Regions from separate parts of the Hordeum vulgare genome. Here region 1 is linked to region 2. Evidence: chromatin contacts called from public Hi-C data. All regions are on one chromosome and are shown on one strand. Each heading gives the region's core, a stretch centred on a gene start, on an enhancer-like site or on the middle of the called end of the contact. The rest is flanking DNA. Distances are from core to core; before and after follow the strand shown. Region 1 holds the start of LOC123395219 (bifunctional aspartokinase/homoserine dehydrogenase 1). Region 2 holds the start of LOC123395716 (ADP-ribosylation factor 1-like).

Evidence for each region. Hi-C and Micro-C count contacts between places; a contact is called where the count stands out from the background.
Region 1: a contact with region 2 is called in a Hi-C map of leaf, with 2.6 times the contacts expected there. The contact joins the promoter of LOC123395219 here to the promoter of LOC123395716 in region 2. A contact is called at or near these places in 3 of 6 Hi-C or Micro-C datasets (leaf and seedling) and 1 of 1 datasets of contacts at active chromatin or transcription factors (embryo).

The regions. Positions count from the first base shown.
Region 1 is chr5H:314,567,342-314,574,395 of MorexV3_pseudomolecules_assembly, forward strand. It overlaps LOC123395219 (bifunctional aspartokinase/homoserine dehydrogenase 1), which reads left to right and starts at 5,635. Exons shown (of 12, transcript XM_045090170.1): 1 at 5,635-5,884; 2 at 5,963-6,113; 3 at 6,287-6,364; 4 at 6,589-6,704; 5 at 6,822-6,875. The coding sequence starts at 5,771.
Region 2 is chr5H:314,440,975-314,447,764 of MorexV3_pseudomolecules_assembly, forward strand. LOC123395716 (ADP-ribosylation factor 1-like) reads left to right here and starts at 1,402. Exons shown (of 6, transcript XM_045090745.1): 1 at 1,402-1,717; 2 at 2,659-2,729; 3 at 3,052-3,171; 4 at 3,581-3,699; 5 at 3,793-3,874; 6 at 4,059-4,252. The coding sequence starts at 1,570. The coding sequence ends at 4,064.

The DNA of each region.
Region 1 (7,054 bases), core at 4,385-6,884, 130 kb after region 2:
ACCAACCCAACAGACACTTTCGGAGGTACCCGTAGTGCACCTTTATAGTCACTCAGTTACGTTGTGACGTTTGATACACCCAAAGCACTCCTACGGTATCCGGGAGTTGCACAATCTCACGGTCGAAGGAAAAGATACTTGACATTGGAAAAGCTTTAGCATACGAACAATACGATCTAGTGCTATGCTTAGTATTGGGTCTTGTCCATCACATCATTCTCCCAATGATGTGATCCCGTTATCAATGACATCCAATGCCCATGATCATCTATTGATCAACGAGCTAGCCAACTAGAGGCTTGCTAGGGACACATTGTGATTTATTTATTCACACATGTATTACTGTTTCCTGTTAATACAATTATAGCATGAACAATAGACGATTATCATGAACAAGGAAATATGATAATAACCATTTTATTATTGCCTCTAGGGCATATTTCCAACACTAACCACCTCCACGTGCTAGCCTTTTGATGTTGTCCTGCGCTGTTCTCGGTTATCGGTGGTGAGGGGGTCTCCGAATCCCATGCCCACAGAACGTGTAGCTTTAGGGTTTAGTATCTTACTAGCAAACATGATCATGCGTTGTAATGGAAAAAAATCACCTAATCACCTCCTTATACACGCTGGACAATATCAGCAAATCCCTTGAAATCTCTACACAAAAAATAACATGATAAGTGGTGTTGCGTAAAAACGTAATGATTGGATGATTTAGCATAGGGTAGCTATTAGAAATCAACATCCACTTTATGTCAATACTATCTTTTGTGAGAGTATTAAATTATCATATATACTCAAGTTAAATGAGATAAAAAGACATAGGTAATAGGCATTTCCAAAATACATAATATAGAGAAGGTATTAATTAAGGTTGCACCATAAACTTTAGTATAGAAATAAGTAACATGTAAGATAATAGCATATTTAAAATCTACATATTAGCGATTTTCATGGGTAACATTTTAGATTTGGAGTTAGGGTTTGAAAGATATGAATATCTTAAAAAGCATTTAAATTTTAAAAAAAGAGTGAAAAGGGGGCAAGGTTGGGGTCAAACTCAGGTCTCGTAGGTGGGGCAATAAGTGTTTGGCGAGTGGGCTAGTTGTGTTCTTGTGGTTAGTCCAAGCCGCACTCTATATAAACCAAAGCAAACGGTCCATGCAAGATGTGTTTGGTTGAAGGTGCCATTATGAATGAGTTTGGACCATCCATTTTTTAAGGACGAAACTATTACACTCATGTGTTTGGTTGTATATAAGAGATGAGTTAATTATTTGGAATGGGACCACCAGTCATGCTAACAATATCATGCATGCAACGGGCGACCATAGGATTAAACCGATTTTTTGGGGTGGAATTGTTCAACATCTTCAGACCATATTTTCTTTTTTTGAGTGAAACCGTTCAAGTGCTTTAAGACCAAACATGTCTATTTTTTGAACCATCCCAACCCATTCATAGCCACCTTTGCAACCAAACGCACCCGTAGTAAATTGACTCGTTTTTCACTCATGTATGTATGTATGTATGTATGTAGCATCGGTGCACGGGAGAAAACACCCCCACCCATCCACACATGTCCTTACCCATTGAGCATGGCTAAAGACCTGACACCTCATGCCATTAACAAATAAACATGACTAATACCTCATCCTTAAGTGCCTTCATTTCAATATCACATCACACCCATGTTTCCGCTTGTCCTTTTTGCCGTCCTTGTCGCTTGTGATTGTAATACCAATTGTCACTAATCAAGGTTGTTCAAGTCCAATAGATGGATCGTAGAGCCTCCTTTATGTCCGGTGAGATCAAGGGCATCGAAGAAAGTTTTTTTTTCATCCGAGTGATATAATAGGGAAAATCACTACACGTAATATATGTTCATATTATCCTATAAATTGAGTAGTTTGTGTGAGATAGTCCATGAAACCTTAGTTGGACATCACATGCATTGTGGCGGGTGTCACTAGCCGAGCAAGGCTGCTCGTATGTGAAGACGTGACGGAGAAAAGTATTCCTTTCATACCCCTAGTTTAATAAATTGAACTAAAACAATGGATCCGCGGTCATATTTAAGAAATTGACCGAATTTCATTAGTAGGTATAGATTTGAAAAAAATGTAGATACATACCTTCCAGTTTTCAAACAAATTTCATGTTTTGAAAGACGCTTGCCTTTTCAAATTCAATTTTTTAAAAAATGCTTGTGTTTCTAAAAATGTATGCAATTTAAAAAAAATCACTACAGTATTCCTAGTTTTCAAAAAACGTATTTAGAAAACATTCAGGTTTAAAAATAAATAAATAATTTTTTTTGGAAAAAATATTTGAGTTTTAATTTTTTGTTCACAATTTTGCAAAATATTTGCGTTCTAAAATATATTCACTTTTTCCAAAGAATTCTTTTTCTTTTGCTTTCGGTATCTGGCGCGGCTGTTAGCTCAATTTAATATGTCGTGCTGCCAATTGAACATCAGATCTTGTTTAGTCTAGTGGTTGGCATTGTGAGAAAACGCCTAGGTGCTTACGGACGAAAAATCTGATCCCATCGTAAATGATTTTTAGAAAAACAATCATCTCTTTAATATTAGGTATAGAATATCTTAGTTTTTTCGTTGTTCGATGTTTTGGCTTTGGCGGCAAGGGCGCCGAATAAAGAAGTTTTGGATTCTCTCGAGATGAGGCTATCAGGTCTAGGTTTGGCGATGAATTTGAGAACTAATCTGTTCAAGCAGAGATGTTGTGGCAGCGGCATCCTTGCGGTGGACTTGTGTCCTCGGGCTCCGCCATTGGGACGGCGTCTGCTCCAACGCCGTGCGGAGATTTGGAGATAGTCCATGAGCAGATGCAGATAGTGGCATGTATCGACCCATTTGAAAGACGGATCATGTGTTGGGTTCATGGTTGGTGGCTAGCAGGTATGGTTTACTCCTCCGATGCCTTGTTCGTACGAGGGTGCTATATTTGGAGTTCAATGACGTGTCTAGGGTGTTGCCTCAGTCTGATTCGTTCAACGAAAAATGGCTTCGCCTTTGGTGAGCCACCTTGAAGATCCGTAAAGTTGCATATCAATGATGGAGCTGTGTCAAGTTCGGGTGAGAAGGTGACCCGTCATTATTTCCTTTGTGGCTCTTATGGTGGTGTCAGAGGCAGGGCGATGGACATTGGTATAAAGCTCACGGAATTCTTCGATCTTAATTGCAATTTTCCTTATTGGTCAGTGTTATTTTTTGCGAATACGCAAAGCTTGCGTATCATTTAATTGATTGATAGAAAGAATATAATGAATACAATGGTGATGCAACACATGACACGAACGCATGCAAGCATGAACATGGTCCCCGGATGCTCGGCCCGATTAGAGGATATAACACATCTAAATCTACCAAGCCCGAACTAAGAGCGGCAATACAACCAACAATAAGCCCAACATATCCAAAGCCAACTTCGAGGACATCGCGAGCGGGCAAGAAGAAAGACAACGCCGAGACGTCATCGCCATCCGATCCAGGGGATCCGGACCTAGGGTTTCTCTTGAGCTCGAAGAGGGGCGCAACTAAAGGCCATGACATCGCCTCCAAGAAGGGAAACGACACCCACGGGCGTCACCGCTGCCGGCACCGGCAAGCTGAACATGGATTTGTCCCCTGACCTAAGGCTGAGCAATCCCATAGCCGCGAAATGTGAAATCAATGATGAGGAGACCAACATTGATCGGAATCGCCATGTCAGTAGGGAGTTGTTGTGGCTACACCCGCCGTCGGAGGATGACACCTCAACCACATTTCTTGGTCGGTGTTCCTTTGTGTAGAAACTAGTATTCTATATTGTCTTTTCAGTTTGTGAGGTTGATGGTTACGTGACTTGTATTATGATTTTATTATATGAAAATGAGACACCTCTTACCATGTAAAAAAATTGGCTCGGATTTTCTGGAAAAAAATTGGTTCGGTTTTCATAGTTTTTATAGCTAAATTTTATTGGATGGTTAAAATGTAGCTATAATCACCTCTTTTTCTTAGCAAAAATCACAACATAATCATTAGACCCATTTAGCCAGCGAATGTTGTCTGGGGATGATATTTGCAAATGTTTTTTATGGCAAATCCTTTAGAATAAAATGACAATTTATTTATAAATACTTTTTCTGTATCTAAATAATTGTAGTTGAGGGAACTAGATTAGTTCTTCGCAACTACAATTATTTATAAACGGAGGGAGTACGTGGCAAATTATTACAACAAAAGGATTTTGCTATGAAGAATTGTCGTGTTCGCTGAAAGACATTGTAATATTCCCGCAACATAAAATACCATGACAAACGTTGGTAAATGCCATCCCAGCGATCGTCCACTAAATAGCATTACTACCGTACTAGCAAAAGGGTCCGTGCGTTACAACGGGAGAAAAAATACCACGCGTTTTTAATCTTTTTATAATCATTTTGATTTATTAAAATAATAAGCTAACTAACTAACGTAGTCAGTCCTATCCTATTTTGTTGAGAAATCAACCCGTCCATTGTTAATTCCACCATGATGAGAAATTGAGCGGGACAAGCAAAGCAAAACATAGAGGCTACGTGAATTGATCAATGTACTGTTATTTTATTTCACTCATGGGGTAGAGAATGTGGGATCAGATGACAAACTGAAGGTGGTGTTCCATTCTCTGTCTCTACAACAATACAATCTTACATTCAATACATTCATTCATCAGCAAACAAATCCCCACAAAACAAAATTTCTTGCCGGTGCTTGGCACACGGTTAGAGGCATGGGGAGGGGATCTCACCAGATGATGAGTTCCTGCCGGAGGAGGGGATACGATGAGAGGAGCAAGGGTTAGGCGCCTCTATCTGGCCATAAGGAGTCGCCGTTGCCACGCCATAACCTCGGAGTTCCCTGTGTGAGCCATGGAGGCCCGCCTCCACCTGCAAGTACTTCGCTTCGCCGTGTTGCCGCCGTTCTGCGTCGAGCAGACGCATCATCCCAACTCACTGTAGCTGTCGCGTTGATTTGATCCAGAAGCTGTGCTCGAGCGCCGAAACGGGGGCAGCAAGCGGACAGAGGTACGGCCGTGGAGGCGGGTGGTTTGAGATCGACAACAGTGGTGGTTGAGGTCGGCCGCAGCGGCGAGTGGTGTGGCAGCGGCCTGGGCACAGGACAGGGTGGACCAGGGTCGACGCGATGCTCTCGAGCGCCGCAACGGGGGCAGTGAGCGGGGAGAGGTACGGCCGCGGAGGCGGGTGTGTTGAGATCGACAGGGGTGGCGGTTGAGATCGGCCGCGGCGGCGAGTGGTGTGGCGGCGGCCTGGGCACGGGCCAGGGTGGCCCAGGGTCGACGGGAGGAGGCAATGCGTACGGGTATAATTTTTGCAGCGAATCGTTTTTTTCTTTTGCGTTGCAGATAAATGATGAAGCGCGGGTTGAATAACAAAAATTAAGGGGATTTTTTATAAAAATGCCGCGGTAGGTTTTCCGACGGAAGCAATAGCCGCTTTATTATTAGGTAGGTATGGAAGTATAGATATAGATATAGATATAGATTTTTTCAAGGAGAATCACAACATATGTTTTTTTTAGTGGCATGACAACATATGTCAGCGGTAGGTGACAACGTTGGTGTGGTACGGGCGGCCCAAACGACCGAAGCCCCAACGGAGCAGCTAGAAACTCTGCTGCCGGCGCTAGGAACACTACTCCAGCAGCTCCTCTCTGGACCAGACGAGACGAGACGAATCGAAGCCGATCCGCCTTTCCAAATGCCGCAGGCGCAGGCGAGGTCGGTCCTGCCGGTGGTGCTCCTCGGCTGCGGCGGCGTCGGCCGCCACCTCCTCCGCCACATCGTCTCCTGCAGGCCGCTCCACGCCAACCAGGTCAGGTTCATCCACCCGCCGCTTTCCCCTCCCCCGATTCGGCGGCGCTCATGCGTGCTTACCTGCTTCTGATTATAGGGCGTCGCCATCCGGGTGGTGGGCGTTGGCGACAGCACTTCGCTGCTCGTCGCAGACGACGTCCGCGCCAACGGCCTCGATGACGCGCTCCTCAACGACCTCTGCTCCGCCAAGTCCGCCGGCTCGCCCCTGTCCTCGCTGCTCGCTCGCGGTATGTAAAGTTTCATTCCATCCGCATCGATCCTTATGTTGCAGCGCAAGTGGGTGCGGCATTCTTCAGAGCACTATGTGAAAAATACGGGCATCGATCGGAGTTTAATCTACTTTTCTTCCCGTACATGCAACGGAATTTGATGTATGACTGGATTGGTTGCGGAAATCCAGGGCACTGTCAGGTGTTTAACAAGCCGGAGGCAATGGGGAAAGTCATCGATGCCGCTACCATGCTTGGAAGAACAACCGGTTTGTTAGTTCTGCACTCTCTTGCTCATATATCATAGACAACACACCAACCCATTTCACTCGCACACCATATATTATGCTTGCCACATTATTTATTTAAATCAATAGAAAACATAAAATGAAAATCCCAGCTTTCCTCTGTGTGATGATTTTGATGATACTTCCTGTTTTCGATCTATGGATCTTCTTTACAGCTTGTGTTACACTTGAACACTTTTTTGTAGGTCTGGTGATAGTTGATTGTTCTGCAACTTATGACACTGTTGGTGTGCTGAAGGATGCCGTGGATCATGGATGCTGCGTTGTTTTGGCAAACAAAAAACCTCTTACATGTGCTTATGTAAGGCCATCTCGACTCCTAGTCTTACTAAGTGATGTATAAGATTCACTGGTTTATATTCAGCCAATGAGATAAGTTTCATATGTGCTTTACCTGATTTGCTTGCTTTTTGTGCAGGAGGATTTTAAAAAGTTGACGTCCCACTTCCGTCAGATAAGATTTGAATCTACAGTATGCACATGTTATTAGTAATTATTTCTTGATTTCTTGCTCTTTTCATATTGTATATTTGCTCATCTTTTTGTGAAGTGTTCTGATAGTTTGTTCATCACGCATGTTCATTTTGTGTAAAAAGTTATTGTGACTGGACTGTAGGAGTCAAACCGTGTATATTACATTATCTTATTTGC
Region 2 (6,790 bases), core at 152-2,651:
GGTAGACCTAGGCAGTTCCACTAACTCGGTGGCACCGAAACGCAAAATTTGGAAATTTTGATTTTTGACAATTAGACACCGGCAAGGTGGTCACTTCTTTTCGGTTGTATCGAACCAAAAGATGGTTGCACCGAATTGCTAGGGTTTGGCTTGGGTTCTGTCTAAGGTGGAACTCGGTGGGGCAGATAGAGATTTGTTGGTGACACCGAATTTGACATTTGGGTTTTGGACAAAATCTTTTGTGAGAGTTTGACTGAGGTTTTTAATGGTTAATCTCTAAGCACTTTAGGCAACCAGATCATTATCAATACTTCATCCTTTTTGTAATAGTACTCACCTTCGTATGGACTCAATTGTGATTTCTCACATAAAATAAAATATAGAGTCTTGAAGCTCTTGCGAGATGATGTTCCTTGCATCTAGGGAATCCTCCTCACAGTCCTAGCCAACTCAGCCATTGGACTTTTTTCTAAAATATACTTGATAGACTCATAGTTCGATGAGCTATATGTTGTTGTTAATTACCAAAATCACATAAGAAGAAGTTGTGCTTTCAACACTCGATCTGAAATAGAAGCATGTGCTACTGCCAATTTTAATACAATTAAGAGAGATTGGGTAGAATCTTACTTTCTGAGCACATACTAAGAACCTTGTGCACGTGTAAAATCTCAGCTGGTAGACGATGGTGCTCGCAAGGAACAACAGGTGTTATCTCAATGCCCATGTACTCTTGGTCTTCAATGCTAGCACGGATCTACAAAAAGCAAAATGAACCAAAATCCCCAAATCAATTTGAATACCTAAACTACCGAAAACGTAACCCTAACCCTAGTTCCATCACTGACTTGGTATTGCATGCCGTCGTCCGCGGAGTTGATGTACTGCAGGCTAGAGTAGTTGTCGCTGCCCTCGTCCCCGTACAACATGAAACAACGGCGATGGCGGTGTCAACGGTCGATGGCAAATTGGAGAGAGGAGGGTGAGAGCTCGATCTATGGTTCGAGGGAGAGCGAGAGTGAGGCGTGCGGCTCGGTTCAAACCGAACCAACCACTTAGACTAACCAAGCCGACCTCGTCCTAGCCAGCGGCGCGACATTTGTCGGTTGGCCAACGTGTCACCTAACAAGTAGGGTTGTGCGATCAGATACAGTTTCAACGTGTGTTTATACGGTACTTGCATCGTTTTGCAACAATTAAGTTATGAAATGATACTGTCACGAAAAAAATACTAACGGTTACAACGTGGCCATGCTATACTCCATGCCATTGCATCTTCCCGCCGCCCTAATTCAGTGACAACTTGGTCCCACAAACCCATCACGGAGGGAGCCCTCTCACATCTCGCTTACATGCTGGGCCCACCAGACGTCAGCCAAAACGAATCCCTCCGCCTCGCGTAGGACGCACGCTCTCCTCTTCTTCTCCAAAGGCAAGTAGGCAACCACACCTCCCTCTGCGCCTCCCTAACCTCTACTCGCTTGTGCTTTGGGCGATTCAACCCGAGGAGAGAAGAGGAGAAGAGAGGGGAGGAGGCGGCGGTGGAGGAGAAGTTTGGTAGGGAGATCGATGGGGCTGTCGTTCGGGACGCTGTTCGGGGCGCTGTTCGCCAAGAAGGAGATGCGGATCCTGATGGTCGGGCTCGACGCCGCCGGGAAGACCACCATCCTGTACAAGCTCAAGCTCGGCGAGATCGTCACCACCATCCCCACCATCGGTACCGACGCTATTCACCGCGCTGCTATTTTCTGCTCCAGTTTCTTCCTGTCGCGCTCACGGTCATACGCCCAAATCGTGTATGCGGTGGGTGCAAGGGCTGGCCTGGCTCGCATGAATTGCTTCCGCCGTTGGTGGCATAAGAAAAATTAGAACTCTGAATTATTCATATGCTTTCTTTCACTTCTGTCTAATCTAGAGTGTTAGATTTTTGTGCTGGTAGCCTGGTACCAATTGGATTCTGTACTTGGAACAATTGATTTTGTACTTGTGCCAGTTCAGTCCCCTATCGTTTAGCTACTGCTTCGTTTGTCCGTGGGTGTCTGCTGCGTACGTGGAATCAAAGATTTTGAGATACTCTCGTTCGGTTAGAGCTAATTTTGTTAGGTTCAGCAGCCTAAGTTGCTACCATAGGTTGTCCTAGAATCCGTATCGTCGTTTTCAAAAATAATAATAATATATATATATATATATATCGTTGAACATGTTTAGGTTTGCCAGAATAATAAGTAGGGAAAATTAACAATTGTGATTTCAAATCCAAACCATTGGCAGCGATCCAGTTAGGGGCCTTCTATTGCAATATGGCTTCACTGCAACAGTCTTGTACTCTTGTCATCAAATTGTCTATTTCAGATGTTACTTCTGTTAGGGTGGAATACTTCCTACCTCCCTTTGGGAAAAAAGTGGTGAAATACTTGCCAATTCAAGGATGCTTATACCTTCCTTTTTTATTACCTCCGTACCAAGATATAAGACGTTCTAGTTTAGCCTACAAAAACATCTTATATTTTGATTTGGAGGTAGTTTTTTGTCAATCCATGTATGATCTAGGGGTTAACGTTGTGGTTGCTTACTCATTGGTTTTTCTTGTTTTGGTTGGGAGGCAGAAGTAAGGATTACATATGGCTGATGATATCGTTTTGCTTTTGTTTACACAAGGGTTCAACGTGGAGACAGTAGAGTATAAGAACATCAGCTTCACTGTTTGGGATGTCGGGGGCCAGGACAAGGTGAGGGTTTCGCTCTTTTCTTCTTCTTGGATCACTCTTTGCTTGTTATTTCCTTGTTTGTCGTCACATGAATATAATCACCTGATTGCAGTTACTAAAATGTTTCCTTGACAAAAGTCTTGGGACATGTTTGGTTGCCATCCACACTTTGCCACATTTTTGTGCCAGGAGTGTAGCAAATTGTGGCAAGGGTTTGGTCGCAGCCACAGTTGTGGCATAAAAGTGTGGCTAAGTTTTGGGGTCAGCCAAACATGCTCTTAAGATGATAAGTATATTTATGCAAAGACAAGCTGATGATTTATGTATGCCATTTTCAAAACAGATAAGGCCTTTGTGGAGGCACTACTTCCAGAACACTCAGGGCCTTATCTTTGTTGTTGACAGCAACGACAGAGACCGTATTGCTGAGGCAAGAGATGAGCTCCACAGGATGCTGAATGAGGCAAGTGCCATATGTACTTGTTGAAATCTTGGATTTTGTTATCTTCTGTAGACACACAATCTAATTTTTGAAACAGGTATATTATAGAAGTATTGAACATTACATTCAGAGTGATGTATAAAATTTTACAGCATGAAGAATCTTATCTTATTGCACATGGTACACCTTGTGGATATCAATAATGCTGTGTCCCGGCAACTAGAATACTTTGTATGCTTTACATATGGTGATTTTGAGAACTTGATTTTACACCACTAATAACTAATAAGCCTATATTATCATTTACTTTTTTCACCTTACAATGGTAAATCATTCTTCGGAATTTTATCTATGTCTGCCTGTGAAGTCAGTTCCCACAGTAATGTTTTTTTACCGGATTCCCTCAGTAATGTTTGCTAACTGTCACTAGGACGAGCTGCGCAATGCTGTATTGCTTGTTTTTGCTAACAAGCAAGATCTTCCCAATGCCATGAATGCTGCTGAAATAACAGATAAGCTTGGTCTACACTCTCTGCGTCAGCGACACTGGTATTTGACCCTCGCTGATTTTATACCTAGACTAGATAATTTTTTTGCTAAGGCTTGCTGATAAGCTTGGTGTTACTTTCCATTCTATCGCAGGTATATCCAGAGTGCTTGCGCCACAAGTGGAGAGGGTCTGTATGAAGGGCTGGACTGGCTCTCCAACAATATAGCCAGCAAGGTTTCTATCTAACACTCAGGGCTGGAATGGCATTTTTTGGGTCAACTTTGCTCTGGTGTTTATTTTTTGGGGTTCTAGTAGTTCAAGCCTTTCCCCGTGTTCAGCGTACTTGCATTATGACCTTGATGTTCAGAATAAATGATGCATGACACTAACAAGTGCTATTTTCTTAACTGGATTGCAGTCCTGAAGGCAGAAGCAACTAGCGTCTGGACAAATGACTGGAATATGTAGGCATGTTAAAATGCTGCCAGGGTGTTGACATGTCTTTGTAAGCTCGATCTTTGAGCTGTTATCACACTGTTACTATGTTGTATCAATGATTGAATGTACACACGAGGAAACCCTTTAAGCTACAGTGAAAATGATACCATGTCAGGTGCTCCTGGCCTGAGCCTGATGAGCGATGATGATCCTGCCCTCGTTTTGTGAGCCGAGAAGTAGTCTGCACGTGATTAATCTCATTCCTGCGTACAATTGATTTTTGTGTACCTAGACAACGAACGCTGCGACGTGTTTGGTAATTGAGGATTCTGGTAATCTCGTTTTGGATAAGCTGGTTTTGCAGATTTGGCTTTGGTTAACGCGGATAAGCTGGTTTTGCAGATTTGGCTTTGGTTAACGCACTCGTGGCCCTCACGAAAGCCAACAGTTGTCTTGTGGTCCTTTCTTTTAAAGGAAAGGAAGTTAAACCCCGTTTTCTACATCAATCGATGTAGTCATCTTTATTAATTATTTTACAAAGGTCTTATAAAAATATATATCAATCTGTCTGAAGCCGTTACTCATACCTACAAACTCGATAGTGTGAAGTGCTCTTACTCCTAATATCTAAAATCAGTGTCGTCGTTAATTCATCCACATAACGTATCGGGACCAACAGACGGTATAGTAGGCCTAAAGCGTACACCACACTATTTAGAAGCCGCTATCATTATCAGATCACTGACTCATCTTCAGAAGAGAGATCCGCATCATCCTTGCCAATCCGAACATCCATCGACGTCACCACGGCGCCACCGCCCTGCGCTCATACGTCGAAACGTGAAGACTCTGGAAGAACTATCGTGCGTAGCACCTGCTAACCAGACATGACTCAGCATAGCACCTGTCGGCCACGCATGACTTGTCAGCTCCACCAAAGCTCCCGTGCAAGACGAAGCCGCTCCACCTCCTGCCTCTGTCATCCAGCGCTGCTCCACAAACGATGCCCGCAAGAGCGAAACGGCATCGCAGTATCGCCATCGTCCGATCTGAAAGACCACATCCTGGGGTTTCCCCCGAAGTAGTGCCCACCATCAAGAGTCGTCAAGGCCCCACACAGTGCCCAGCACCACTCAGCCCTCAAGGCGACGCCTTCATAAAGGTCACGACATCAAGGATGACGGCGGCCGCTCACCGGAGTTAGGGTTTTCACCTGAAAGGCGGGTAGGGGGAAGTGGAGAGCGGACGTAGACCAACGTCTCCAAGAAGAAAAGCGGCGCCCTCGAGCGTCCTCGTCGGTGCGGCCGATCAAGGGGTTTCCCCAAATCTGAATCTCATCCACCAGCTTCACCCACGGCCACCGATCAGGGTCCCGGCATGCCACGCCGGTGAAAGGACCATGGTGTCGCCTAGAGGGGGGTGAATAGGCGTTTTAAAAACATCTACGGATTTGGCTTTATCCTAATGAGGAAGTAAACTAAGAGGATACTTTTCAAGCACAGATCCTAAATATACTAGGCTCAACTACGTGCACCAACAACTTGTTCGACCAAAATGAACACAACAAGATTACTCACAAGCAGAAGTAAGTTACACAAGCTTACTTGAGCAATATCACAACATATGTAAGTGTATGACACAAGTTAGCAAATCACACTAAACACAAGATATATCAATAGTAGCAAGTATGAATTGCGGGATATAGAGTGTAGTCCTAAATGATTAATCTTTATAGGGAAATAGCCAACACAATATAATGAGGACAACAATATGTAGTGAATGTATGCTCAAGTAACCAAAGTAAACCACAAGTAAGGAGTTAGGATTAGGGATAACCGAAGTCACGGAGACGAGGATGTATCCCGATGTTCACTTCCTTAGAGGGAAGCTAGTCACCGTTAGAGAGGCAGATGTTACCACGAAGTCACACTAACGCCACGAAGGCTCGCCCTATTCTCCTAGAGACAACACCACGAAGGTGTTTCTCAACCACTAGTGGTAGGCCTTTGAGGTGGCCTCCAAACCCTCACAAATTTTCCAGGGGAAATCACAAAGGTTTGATTCCTCTCTGAAGAACTCCTACCGCCTAGGAGTCTCCAACCTCCAAGAGTAACAAGATCACACGAACTGCTCAAAACTTGCTCAAATCACAAATAACTTTGGTTGAGAGGAGGAGAGGCAGACGATCTAACTTTTGATTGGAACAACACCCAAGGGAACTCACAGATGCTCTTGGGATCTAAGATTTGGTGTAAGCAAATGGGAGTGAGAGAGAAAGATGTTCATGGAATGTTTCAACTCACTTGGGCAACTCCCACTCGAGGTGGGAGAAGACTATATATAGTGGTGGTAGAAAAGTGGTCATTGGAGCCACTTATGATGTGCACTTGCCAGACGTCCGGTAGTTCACGGTCGTCCGGACAGCCATGAGGGGACGTCCGACAATGGTCGGTCGTCCGAAGATGCAGAATATATCAGGTCAGCACAACATCTGGTAATAGGGTGAACAGCATAGGATGTCCGAAAGGCATCGGTCATCCGGGGAACGGCAGTCGAGAAATGGTCGGAAGTCCGACAATTTGAATTTGTTGAGTGGCAACGAATTTCTTACCGTACCCGGACGTCCGGTCCCCGGACGACCGGAGGAGCTGGAAGACAGAGGGTTTGAATCTGTTGGTTGGCTTTGGATTTTCGGGGGACGTCAATCATCCG